Regions from separate parts of the Mus musculus genome. Here region 1 is linked to region 2. A link is a contact called in public ChIA-PET data. All regions are on one chromosome and are shown on one strand. Each heading gives the region's core, a stretch centred on a gene start, on an enhancer-like site or on the middle of the called end of the contact. The rest is flanking DNA. Distances are from core to core; before and after follow the strand shown. Region 1 overlaps Srgap2 (SLIT-ROBO Rho GTPase activating protein 2). Region 2 overlaps Rassf5 (Ras association (RalGDS/AF-6) domain family member 5).

Region 1 (6,956 bases), core at 3,590-6,089, 160 kb before region 2:
CACAAAATCCAACACCCATTCATGATAAAAGTCTTGGAAAGATCAGGAATTCAAGGCCCATACCTAAACATGATTAAAGCAATCTACAGCAAACCAGTAGCCAACATCAAAGTAAATGGTGAGAAGCTGGAAGCAATCCCACTAAAATCAGGGACTAGACAAGGCTGCCCACTTTCTCCCTACCTATTCAACATTGTACTTGAAGTCCTAGCCAGAGCAATTCGACAATAAAAGGAGATTAAGAGGATACAAATTGGAAAAGAAGAAGTCAAAATATCACTTTTTGCAGATGATATGATAGTATATATAAGTGACCCCAAAAATTCCACCAGAGAACTCCTAAACCTGATAAACAGCTTCAGTGAAGTAGCTGGATATAAAATTAACTCAAACAAGTCAATGGCCTTTCTCTACACAAAGAATAAACAGGCTGAGAAAGAAATTAGGGAAAGAACACCCTGTTCAGTAGTCACAAATAATATAAAATATCTTGGCGTGACTCTAACTAAGGAAGTGAAAGATCTGTATGATAAGAACTTCAAGTCTCTGAAGAAAGAAATTAAAGAAGATCTCAGAAGATGGAAACATCCCCCATGCTCATGGATTGGCAGGATCAACATTGTAAAAATGGCTATCTTGCCAAAAGCAATCTACAGATTCAATGCAATCCCCATCAAAATCCCAACTCAATTCTTCAACGAATTAGAAAGAGCAATTTGCAAATTCATCTGGAATAACAAAAAACCTAGGATAGCAAAAACTCTCCTCAAGGATAAAAGAACCTCTGGTGGAATCACCATGCCTGACCTGGAGCTTTACTACAGAGCAATTGTGATAAAAACTGCATGGTACTGGTATAGTGGCAGACAAGTAGACCAATGGAATAGAATTGAAGACCCAGAAATGAACCCACACACCTATGGTCACTTGATCTTCGACAAGGGAGCTAAAACCATCCAGTGGAAGAAAGGCAGCATTTTCAACTAATGGTGCTGGCACAACTGGTGGTTATCATGTAGAAGAATGTGAATCGATCCATTCCTATCTCCTTGTACTGTCAAATCTAAGTGGATCAAGGAACTCCACATAAAACCAGAGACACTGAAACTTATAGAGGAGAAAGTGGGGAAAAGCCTCGAAGATATGGGCACAGGGGGAAAATTCCTGAATAGAACATCAATGGCTTGTGCTGTAAGATCGAGAATTGACAAATGGGACCTCATGAAACTGCAAAGGTTCTGCAAGGCAAAAGACATCCAGAGCATGGGGCATTAGTTTGGCTTTCCTGACAACATACACTCACTTCAGATGCTAAACTAGACAGATCGATTCCTTTACGCCATGGACAGCAGTGATGGCAGCAGACATGTCTGATACCCGGAGACATGATAGAATCCAGTTTCTAGAAACAACTCCAGAACCACTCATACTACCATTTTCACTTTAAGAAAGCAGTGTAAAGTCAGCTATTGGATGGATCACAGGGCCCCCAATGGAGGAACTAGAGAAAGTACCCAAGGAGCTAAAGGGATCTGCAACCCTATAGGTGGAACAACATTATGAACTAACCAGTACCCCGGAGCTCTTGACTCTAGCTGCATATGTATCAAAAGATGGCCTAGTCGGCCATCACTGCAAAGAGAGGCCCATTGGCCTTGCAAGCTTTATATGCCCCAGTACAGGGGACAAAAAGTGGGAGTGGGTGGGTAGGGGAGTGGGGGGGAGGGTATGGTGGACTTTTGGGATAGCATTGGAAATGTAAATGAGGAAAATACCTAATTTTTAAAAAAAAAAAAAAGGAATGGTAAATCTAAAATAGGCGAGACATCCCTGAAGCTTTCATTTTGCTAGCATCTGGGTCCTGACAGAGAACTTGTGCCTTGTCTTTTACTCTTCTCTGAAGCCAGTCTGCTTAGCTCTAATATGGACCCACAGGTAGAAATAAGGTTGAGCCACAAAGAAAGTGACCACAATTCCAACTGAAGTGTCTCAATAAGGCAAAACAAGAGAAATTTTATTCTTGATTAAGCACACAAGTCCAAGAAGTGTTGTTGGTTTTTATTCTAAAGCAAGTGGTGACTGTCTTTTCCTGTGGGATGGGATTCTACCTTAGTCCTTCATGATTGGCTAGTTTTTATAAGAATCCGCACAAAGGAAATACAAAGGGGCCAAGAATGCTGCAACAGGGCCTTTGTATAAATAAAAGCTTTACTGAGTTGGAGACGAAAGCATTTACATAAAGGTTTTATAAGGTGGGGAGAATCAAAAGTTTTGAATTCTTCCTTATAGACAAAATGTGTTTGACAGAAATAACTAATATTTAATGTTGTTCTTACAATAAAGAGACAGGCAAAGCATCACGTAGAACCATAGAATGGTAGAAATTGGTGTCATAGTAAGCTTCAGCTGTCAACTTAACACAAATTGACAACACAGACCTAAAGAATCAGCTGGGAAAAAGGAGCTCAGAGGTTGTCCTTAGAGTGTCTGTGAGACATTTTAAAGTTGCTAATTGATGTAATGGGGTTAGCCCGCTGTGGGCATTGCCATAGGCAGGTAGGCCGGATTGTGTAAGAAATGCAGCTGAAAGTGAGCATGGGAGCTAGCCAGGAAGTGGTATTCCTCAGTGATCTCTCTTCAGTCCCTGCCTTGAGCTTCCGCTCCGGCTTTCCTCATTGATGGACATTGGCTGGGCTATGTAAGCCAAACAAACCCTTTTCCCCCAAGTTGCTTTTGACCAGTGTTTTGTCCGTAGCATTAGAGAAACCAACACAGACATTAAGAAAAGGTCTTTTAAAAAAAATAGTATTTTAGGCTAGCATATAAAGTGATGAGTTCCACCCCAGCATCTTCATACACGTGCATCATTACATTTTGTCCTCTTGTTCCCTCCTATGTTTCTCCTTCCAGCTGTTTCCTTTTCTTCCCCCAGTTAACACCACCTTCTGCTTTCTGATGACGAGTATCCCATTACTCTATTTCCCAGCTTGCTTAAAATCTCTTCCTCCCCTTTCATAATGCCCTGTCTAGTTAGTTTGTTTCTTTCTTTCTTTCTTTCTTTCTTTCTTTCTTTCTTTCTTTCTTTCTTTCTTTCTTTCTTTCTTTCTTTCTTTCTTCCTTCCTTCCTTCCTTCCTTCCTTCCTTCCTTCCTTCCTCCTCCCCCCCCCCTCTCTTTTTGTTTGTTTGTTTTTCAAGACAGGGTTTCTCTGTGTAGACCAGGCTGGCCTCGAACTCAGAAATCTGCCTGCCTCTGCTTCCCAAGTGCTGGGATCAAAGGCATGTGCCACCAACGCCCGGCTCCTGTCCAGTTTCATAACCTACACATGCAATTTTAAATCTGGATTCTCTATGAGAGAACAAATGTGGTATTTGCTTTTCTGAGTCTGACTTATTTCACTTCACATAGTTTTCAGTTACTGCCATTTTTTTTCTTATTTTCTTTCAAAACTCATTTCATTTTTTTTTTGACTACATAAACTTTTTTGTGTACATGTACCACATTTCATTTCTCTATTCATTTGTTGATGAACATCTAGAATGGTTTCATTTCCTGGCAATTATGAATAATGCAGCAATAATCATGTATGTACATATATCCCTGGTATGTTTACCCAGAGTCCTTTAGTATACTCCCAAGATTGGTATAGCTGGGCCTTATAGCTCCATTGTAGCTTTTAAAACTCAGCTTTGTTGTTACTGTTTTCTTATGACACCATTCTGACTGGGGTATGATGAAATCTAAAAGCAATTTAATTTGCATTTTTCTGATAGCTAAGGATGTTGAACATTTTTCAAATATTTACTGGCTGTTGTATTTTATAAAAAAGAGAAGGGCTAAGGATATGTTTGATAGAATGAGATATGGTGAGGTGGAGGGGTGCCTCTGTGGGTCCATACTGAGGCATCCCTTTCCCCTGAGGGACCAGCCATATGATGGATATAGTATGGAATAAAGTTTATTTAGGACATGAGAAGGGGAATTGACAAGGAAGTAGAGACAGAGAAAGGCAGAGAGAGAAAGAGAGGGAGGGAGAGGAAGAGGGAGTTGGGAGGCCATCCAGGAACAAATGGAGAGAGGGAGAAGAGGCACAGAGTAAGAGAGTAAGAAGATAAGAGGATAAGAGAGGAGGGTACAAGCAGCCCCCTTTATAGTGAGTCAGGCATACCTGGCTATTGCCAGGTAACTGTGAACATGGCCTAGAGGGAATGCTAATACTAGCCACTTGTATTTCTTTAGGAACTATCTATCTGTTCAGTTCAGTAGCCCATTTATTGACTAGATGATTTGGGCATTGAGGTGTTTAAGTTTTGAAGGTATTTGTAGATTCTAGATAATCAGATAGTTAACCAGATAGTTACTTGGAAAAGTCCTTTCTTCTGTTCTATGCCTCTCTTCATTCTGGTAGTTGTTTTCTTTGCTATACAAAGTCTTTTTAATTTGATGTTATCCACTTTCCCAGTTTTTAAGTTTATTTTCTGTGCTATTAGAGTTCTTTTCAGTCCTTGCTATTGCATATATCTTGGGATATCTTCCCTGGATTTTCCTCTAGATATTTCAAAGTTCCAGGTCTTACAATATGACAGAAAGACTTTCATTTTACAGAAAAGAAATTAAGCCTGGAGAAATTGGCCAGAACAGCCAGATTACAGCAAACACTATGATTTGAATATGAAATGTCCTTCATAGGCCCATGTGTTTGAGCACTTGGCCCCAGATGGTGGCTCTATTTGGGAAGGTTATGAAACCTTTAGGAGGTGGAAACTTCCTGGAAGAAGGGGGTTCATGGGGGACAGGACTTCAGCCTGCTTATTGTCTGCTTTGTGATCTGCCCACTTCCTTCTTCCTGCCACCATTCCTTCCCCAACAAGATGGAAAGCACCTTCTTGAACTGAAACCTCAGTAACCTCAATTGCTTCTTGAAAGGTCTTTTGTCAACACAACAATGAACGTAATAAAGACACAGCAAGTGATAGGAAAGCTGAGACTAGCAGCAACTGTTTTAGTTGCTAATTTGTGGTCCTTCCACCCCATTTTTAAAATTACCAAATACAAAACAAGTAAGTATTCAAGATAGAAGTCACACCTATGTTATATCCTTATATCCTGGGTAAGTATTCATGATAGAAGTCACACCTATGTTATTCCCATAATGAATACACTAATAGAAAAAAATTAGCCAAAGAACTTAATTATAAAGTGGCAAAATAGTTTTTAAAATGCTCAGGCTCAGGCTGGCAAGATAAGTCACTTACTAACAATCCCGACACCCTGACTTTGATGCCCAGAAACTTTATGTTGGAAAACTCAGGCAAGTTTTCTCTGCCCTCAGTGTGCCCTGTGGGTGGTATACATGTTCTCTCCTCTCTCTCTCTCTCTCTCTCTCTCTCTCTCTCTCTCTCTCTCCCTCCCTCCCTCCCTCCCTCCCTCCCTCCCTCCCTCCCTCTCTGTCTCTGTCTTTCTTTCACACACACACACACAGAGAGAGAGAGAGAGAGAGAGAGAGAGAGAGAAGAGGGTATGAATGAAAGGACTCTTCCCTTGCTTCAGAAATGAGCTGTGGTATGTTAGGGGCTGGAGATGCAGCTCAGTGGTAGAGTGCTTGCCTGGTACCCACCAGATCCCAAGTTTAATTCCTAGTATGGAAAAGTAAAAAGAGTGTGCTCAGCTGTTGTAGGTATCTGAATTTTTGGTTCTGAAAACAATAACCAATTGTTTTTATTCTCTGCATTTTTGGCTATTAACATTTGGTATAGAAAATACATTTCTTTCCTACTTCCTCATTCTTCTAGTTGTACTATTTTTTTATAAGTCTTTTTTAAAGATTATTTACTATATGTTAAGTACACTGCAGCTGTCTTCAGACACTTTTTTTTCTTCTCACTCTGGCCCCATTGCCTTGCTGTAGCTCTCTTCAGATATCCCAGAAGAGGGTATCAGATCTCATTACGGATGGTTGTAAGCCATCATGTGGTTGCTGGGATTTGAACTCACAACCTTCAGAAGAGCAGTCGGGGCTCTTAACCGCTGAGCCATCTCTCCAGCCCTATTTCTACTATTTCATGGTCAGATGCAACCTAGGGTAGGCAGCAATAAAGGATCAGATAGCTACTGCTGCTCAGAATTAGTCTTTTGGAAACTCCTTAATATTATCAGAATCAGGTAGCAGTAACTGCTGTTGCAAGACATTTTTATTGAAGAGCCACTGCCTTAGATAGCTGGGGAAGAAGTGAAACAAGTGAGAATTGGGGGACCTGAAGGTCTTAACATCTGCGCCAGAAAAAGCAAATGCACTCAGTTTTAGGTGCTTTCCCTTCTGTGGAGAAGGAATGCGCAGCCCAAGCCTGCGGACACTAGCCTGCTGAGGTCAGTGTGCTGTCAGTACAGTACCTTCCTGCTTGGAGTTTTCTGCTGAGTTTAGGGTCTCTGAAGTCCTTGAATGTTTATATTCTTTTACTGTCTAATCATGTTGGACACCTTATTTTCCTTAGGAATCCAATGGAGTTTTGCCTCCAAATATCTGAGAAAGCATGGTCTATCTAACCACAGTTTCTGGGTAGGATGTTGCTCTCAAGCCTGCTTTTGAGAGCAATTTGAAAAATCAAGGGCTGTAACCTATTTTCCCTCTACATGATTGTCTCTACTGGACTATAGAAAAGGCCCATTTCATTTCATTAAAACTCTGAGTAAACTGACATAATTGGTTATCTGATTTGCTAGGTTAAATACTGGGCTATAATTGAATTTGTGTCATTTGTAGAGCCTATGCTGCTCTTGTCTTTGCTGCCACCTCCTATCTCCTTCTGGTTTTCAATTAACCTTCCTTCCTCTTTTCTTTACAGAGTAAAGAAGTTGGCCAGCAACTCCAAGATGATTTGATGAAAGTCCTGAACGAGCTTTACTCGGTAAATCAGATGGGCTGCCTGGCTCTTTTATCATAGAGAGAAGCAGCATTTGG
Region 2 (6,562 bases), core at 3,013-5,512:
TGACACACTTTTCTTAGAAATGGAATACATAGATTGTAAGAGACAAATCGAATCCCCTCCCCCCCCCCCACCACCACCCTGTTACTCAAACCCTATTTCCCATTTCTTCTACCCAGTAGACTCCTGAGCATCCTTCTGGAGAGACCATCTCCTCCAGCAGCAGTTCCCGGGCCACAGGCACTCTCTTGGCATAATCCTGCTTGGGGCCTTATAGCCCTGGCCTTGCTGCACATGACTTGTTTATTTCAGTACTCTGTGCATACGAGCGTTTTTTAAAAATTTATTTCTATTGACTTGTTTGTGTGTGTGTGTGTATGCTGTATATGTGCACATGTGTGTGTGGGTGCATATGTGTGTGCTGTATGTGTGCACATGTGTGTGCAGGTACATATGTATGTGCAGTATACATGCATGTATGTGGGTGGGTACATATGTGTGTGCACATGTGTGTGCAGGTACATATGTGCATATGTGGAAGCCAGAGATCGACTCTGGGCATTGTTCTCTGAGACAGTCTCCCTGGAGCTGGGGCTCACTGATTAAGCGAAGCTAGCTGGCCAGTGAGCTCCAAGAGCCACATCTGCAGCGCTGTGATCACAAGCATGTGCTACTATGCCCAGCTTTGTACATGTGTTTTGGGGATCAAACCTTTGGAGTGGGTAAAAGTCCACTCATCGATCTGACAACCCAAACTAGATATGGTCAGATGTCCTAAGGCAAGGGGGAAATTACTTCCTTCTGTGACCGGCTGTTCTAGAGGAAAGTATAGAGACTCCAAGCAGTAGATCCAAGGTCAAAGCCACAGCTCAGGTCCTTAGGTTTGTGTGGCAAGCAGCATCTGTGGGTGCATAAAGACCATGTCTCTCTGCAAGCACACACATTCATTCGACTAACCATAGAGGTCTAAGCCATTGTGCCACTGTGTAGGTGACCCTGTTCCATTTCACCCAATGGACAAATGACTTCCAGATCTCCAGAGTGGATCGACCTGGCTGGTGGCCCTTCAACCCAGGAGGTCTGTTTCCTTTCTGCCTACATTCCCACCCCCCAAACATCACACACCCCTCAAACAGACACACCCCTCCTCCCTGCTGTTCCTTAACGGAGCCCGCTACAGCTGAGAACTGACTCAGTTGGCAGGAGTTCAAATCTCCTGACTCCTAACCTGGAACTGCCTCCCACAGCACACTGTCTCCACTCCAGGCCCTGCTTTCCCAGGTCCTTCAGAAGAGGAGGGGCTGCCGTCTGTGAGCCCAGGACCACCACACGGGGGAGCCAGAGAAGAGGAAGAAAGGAGTCGCAAAGGACAAAAGTCTTTTTGTTTTTAATTTTTCATGCAGTGTATTTTGATTATATTCTTTACCCTTCTCCAAGCTTAATGGCTCTCTTCTTTGTCACAGAGATTCTTGGTGGATTTAATATATATATATATATATATATATATTTGTGTGTGTGTATGTGTGTGTGTATATATATATACACACACACATATATATATATATATATACACATACACACACACATACACACATACAGCCTGGAAATTCAAGTCCTGAAATTACCTGCTGTGACACTTTACCTGGATATACTCCTGTGTTTTGAAACTCTATCATTGGATACATGCAGTTTTAAGATTATTATGTCCTTATAATTGGCCCCTTTATCGATGTGAAGTAGCTGTCTTTATTCTTGGTAGCATTCTATGAATTGAAATACTTTCTTATAAAGTTACTGAACTTTTTTTTTTTGAGATGCTGGGAATTAAACTTGGGGCCTCACACATAGCAGGCAAGTGCGCTACCACTGAGCTAATATTCCCAGCATTGCGTTCTTTGAATTACTGTAAGCTTAGTATTTCTTTTTTCTTTATGTTTATAATATTTTAATCTATTTACTTTACATCTTGATTGCTGTCCCTGCCTCCCAGTCCCCCCTTACATAATCCCTTCCCCTTCCCCCCTCTTCTCCTCTGAGGGGGTGGAGCTCTGCCCCCCCCCCCCGTATGGCTATTTGCTTTTTGTGCTTGCATGCGTGCAAGCATGTGCATGTGGTGTTTGGGGTGGGGGGAACAAAAGCAGTGTCTGGATCCATACCATGTATACATGTAGAGGCCAGAGAGGGTGTTAGGTGGCTTTCTCTATCACTCTCTACCTAGTTAGTGAGAGACAGAGTCTCTCACTGAACCTGAAGCCAGCCATGTGTGCTGGGTGGCTGGCCAGGGAGTTCTTGGCTTCTGCAGGTCTCTGCCCTTTAATGCTGGAGTTCCAGGCATGCACAGTCATGTTTAAGTTCATGTTGGAGATTCAGACTTAGTCCCTCATGCTCGCAGGGGAGTGTTCTTACCCACTGAGCTATCTCCTCAACATTACAGTGTCTTCCTACAGCCGTGTGTTGTTAGCCATAGGGATGTGTTCTGAGAAACGGGATTTGTCAGTCTGTAAAGGTCATGTGTTGACACAAACTTTGGCATAGCTTGTTACACTCTTGGCTTGTGTCGAGTGTATGCAGATACATGCCTTCAGCCTCCCATGTCTGAAAAGGTCCTTGTTTCGTCTTTGGATTTGAGTTGAAAATTATAAACTGAAAGGCTTTTTCTTTTGTTACTTTAGTGTAAATTCATTTGATACACCAATGTCACTATTATCTCTCTTGTGGTTCTCACCTCAAACTGTTCTCTGTCTCGGGTCATCTGTATGTGGCACAGTCTCCTTCCCAGGCTGTGTCTACATCTCCCTCCCTGCCCCCCCCCTCTGGTTTTTAAGACAGGGTTTCTCTGTATAACCCTGGCTGATCTGGAACTAGACCAGGCTGACCTTGAACTCAAAGATCCTCCTGCTTCTGCCTCCTGAGTGCTGGAATTAAACGTGTGCGCCACCACCTGGCCCGCTCTTTGCTGTGGCTTTTGACTATTTGAGTATCATGTGCTTTGCTGGTGGATGTTTCTTTTGCTTGGGGTTCATTCGCTTTGTTGGCTGTGTGGATTTATGTTGCCCTCAAAATTGGGAAATTTATAGGCATTTCTTCAGGTTTTTCCACCCTCTGACTGCTTTCCTCTGGAGGAGTCCACTTACATATATTATTGTTTGGCTCTCTGCATTTGTTCTACAGCTTACCTCTTTGGTCTTTTTGGAGGTGGTGTTGTTGTTGTTGTTGCTGTTTTCTCTGTTTCCTTGGGGCAGTTACTACCACCATCCTCTGTCCACCATAAAGTGGAGGTGATCTGCCACCTCTAGCTTGTGAACATTCGCATGAATGTGGAAAAGGCAGAGATCCAGCCCAGTCTCTCCTGGCAGACTTGGGAAGCGAGGGAACAGACTGCATCAGATTCCCACCCGGTCTCTTCAGCGTTTGCTTTCTTGGTTCTCATGATTACAATTTAGCCTATGTTTCTGTCCTGACTCGTTTCCTAGAGAAGGAATGGTTCGTCTTTCTCCCAGTGAATTCCAGAAGTGGCCAGACAGGTGCCAGCCCGTCCACATGTGCCACAGGAGAGCCAACTCTCTCTACCTGACTCTGGCTACACTTGGCATACCCTGTGCCGTGGCGTCTGTCAATTCCCTACCATTTCAGAGCCAGCAGTTCTACCTGACCTAACAATTCTCCTGCACCCAGGACCTTCCACACAGGAGCCTCCCAAGGCCACTTTGCCCGGCATAGGGAGAACTCATTCTTGCCGTGCCAGAGCCAGATACCTTCAAAACAGTATAGTACCTGAGAGCCTGCCTCTAAAAAGGGATGGAATTCCAATTCTGTCCCCCGAAAAGCTTGGGAGTCCCTGAGACATTTCTTTGTGCTCCCCACAGCCTGTGAGCAGTGGGCTTCCAAGATGGTCATTCCCGAAGCCCCGAGGTGCATGGCAGCAGGACCTTCCTTTCTGTGGGTAGTACCATGAGGGCTAAAATCTCACAGTAGAAGGCCACCCCACCCCAGATTCTACAAGATTAGCCGCACACTGGATGGGGGACCTGAGGGAGAAAGTTGCTGAACAGAAACGCTCCTGTTCTCTAGTTTCATGAAAGGACAACAAGGGCACAGATTCTAGACCTGACCCCAGCCTGATCATGAGCTCTTCAGGGCTTCAGCTTTTTGGTGTGGGTGGCTGAGTTAATCCAACCGAACTCACAGTCTATATGCATCCAGACTCTGTCGGAGCTCTTAGCCTGGCAGTCAAGCAAGAGAAGCATGGTGTGGGCTAGTGTCTCCGAGAAAGTGAATCTCGAGTGAGTCTAACCTAAATGGTATACAGATGCTTATCTTGTAAGACAGGAAATCGTCTGTGGAAAAACTGAGTAGTCTGCTTTACATGGCCCCATGTCATGCTCAGAAATGCCACCCCAGGGACGGGAGATAGCGGTCTTAAGATTGAACCTAAATAAGACATCTGGGAAAGGATGCTTCTGAGGAAGGTGTGGGACGTGTGGTCATCACTGGGGGACAGGAAGCAGAGGACAGAGGAAGGGGTGTGTGTGTGTGTGTGTGTGTGTGTGTGTGTGTTGAACACATACATCTATGTATGTATGCATGTGGTAGCCAGAGAACAGCCTCAATGCCCATTCCTCAAGAATGCTATTTACCTTATTTCTGTGTGTTGGGGTGGTATGTGCAGGGGAGTATACATAGAATGCTCATGTATGCGTGTGCATGTGCACGAGAGGCCTGGGAAGGGCATCAGATACCTTCCTTGGCCACTCATGACATTAACCCTAACACTCAGTGACTCAGCTGGCCTGGCTGGCCAACAGGCCCAGAGGACCCTCCTGTTTCCTTCTCCCTGGTTCAGGAACATAGGTGCGTGGCATCATGCCAGGCTTGTTATATTGGTGTTGGAGGTTGAACGTAGGTCTCCGTGCTTGTGTGACAAGCCCTTTATTGACTGAGCTGTCTCCCTGACCCCCAGAAGAAGATTTTGACAAACAGAGAGAACACGAGAAGGAAGGATGGCTTCTGGGAATGCAAGTCAAATTTAGCACAGCTGTAAGGAGGGAACTTGGTTGTGGCTGCTGCCTTGATGGTAATGGGCTGAATCTCTGGACCTGTCAGCCAGCCCCAATTAAATGCTGTCCTTTATAAGAGTTGCCTTGGTCATGGTGCCTGTCTGTTCACAGCAATAGAAACCCTCGCTCAGACACTGGGGCTGAGTTAGGAGAGGTGGCTCAGAGGTTAAAAGCACTGGCTCCTCCAGAAGTACTGGGTTAGGTTCCTGACTGTCCAGTGGCAGCCAGCAACCATCTGTAACTTCAGTCCCAAAGACTCCAACACCTGGACTCCAGGGGCACCAGGCACATAGGTGGTGTGCAGACATATGCAGGCAAACACACTAGTCCTTGCCCCCCAGTGTCACTGCTTTTCTGGAACATGCTGAACCCCAGGATGAATATGACAAGGGCTGTGATCTCCTATTAGGATGACGTGTGAACCAGGAGGACAGCCTAGCATCATGTCTTTCATTGCCTGGCCCTGAGTCAGGGGAGTGGGCCACTCACCGTTCACCAAGGGTTTCACAACCTGCGTGGTGCAGGTAGGGCTCTGCACGGCACACTTTGGGCCCAGTCCTGTCCCTGGCCCCATGGGCATGATAAGGCAGATCCCATGTTCTGTGGCTTACCCCTTATAAGTTTGAATTCTGCCACCCAAGCTCCTCCACTCCCCCTCCATTCCCAGGACCAATCGATATTACTGGTGTTCATTATTCAATATCAAGATTCCAACTAGGTGCTCACGACAGACTGACGGACAGACTGACAGCCAGCCAGACAGACAGACAGCTTCCTCCTTTTCAGACTCTAAGGATTTCAGTCAGGATTTTTCCCCCCTAAAAGCTGCTCAACTTGCTCTATTGGGTATGATCTTTGCTGGTTTCTTTTCATCCCCTGGGACTCTGTCTGCTGCCTCAACTTTGCCGACTTCTTACTCCTGGCCTCCTTCCAAGCCTAGATCCACCGGCAGGCGGTGGTGGATGGGAAAGATAGCGTACCTAGGAGTCAGGAGGCTTTGCAAGGAATGAGCTGGATAGAACAAGTTACTGCCATTGGGTTTTTTTTTTTCACCTGTAAAATGGGCATAATATGACCAGCAGTCTCAACTAACCTGGACCCTTGAGATCTCTCAGACACTGAGCCACCAACCAGGCAGCATGCACCAGCTGATATGAGGACTCCCAACACATATACAGCAAAGGACTGCCAGGTCTGGTCTCAGTGAGAGAAGATACTCCTAACCTTCAAAAGACTTGAGACCCCAAGGAATGGGGAGGCCTGGCAAGGGGTAGGATGAAGGGATGTGGAGGTAGGAACATCCTCTTGGAGACGGGGGGGGAGGAGGAATGGGATGAGGAACTGTGGGAGGAGGACAGACGGGGCAGGTAACGACTGGATTGTACAACAAAAATAAAATAAAAGTAATAAAAAATGTTTAAAATGAGCGTAATACCTGCTCTCAAGGTTATGTAGTGGCCTAAGCGAAGTGTGGGTATCAAAGGCACTCCGAGGGGCTGGAGAGATGGCTCAGCAGTTAAGAGCACCGTCTGCTCTTCCAAAGGTCCTGAGTTCAAATCCAAGCAACC

The links. ChIA-PET counts read pairs in DNA pulled down with a chosen protein or histone mark.
Region 1: a contact with region 2 is called in an RNA polymerase II ChIA-PET map of memory CD8 T cells, with 22 read pairs. The contact joins two enhancer-like sites. A contact is called at or near these places in 1 of 484 Hi-C or Micro-C datasets (cerebellum), 1 of 115 datasets of contacts at active chromatin or transcription factors (memory CD8 T cells) and 3 of 9 other capture datasets (adipose tissue, liver and pancreatic islet).

What each region holds. Positions count from the first base shown.
Region 1 is chr1:131,363,949-131,370,904 of GRCm38.p6, reverse strand. Srgap2 (SLIT-ROBO Rho GTPase activating protein 2) reads left to right here. Exons shown (of 23, transcript NM_001081011.2): 5 at 6,841-6,903. The region is part of intron 3 of Gm51644 (a long non-coding RNA gene); the gene reads right to left. Among named protein-coding and RNA genes, the nearest start is that of Ikbke, 88 kb to the right of the region's middle. Within about 2 kb of position 4,839, at least 19 of the 459 cell types and tissues checked have an H3K27ac peak or open chromatin away from gene starts, as enhancers often do. A contact at or near this core is called in memory CD8 T cells, where this site is marked.
Region 2 is chr1:131,202,366-131,208,927 of GRCm38.p6, reverse strand. All of the region lies in intron 2 of Rassf5 (Ras association (RalGDS/AF-6) domain family member 5), which reads left to right. Among named protein-coding and RNA genes, the nearest start is that of Gm28913, 39 kb to the left of the region's middle. Within about 2 kb of position 4,262, at least 41 of the 459 cell types and tissues checked have an H3K27ac peak or open chromatin away from gene starts, as enhancers often do. A contact at or near this core is called in memory CD8 T cells, where this site is marked.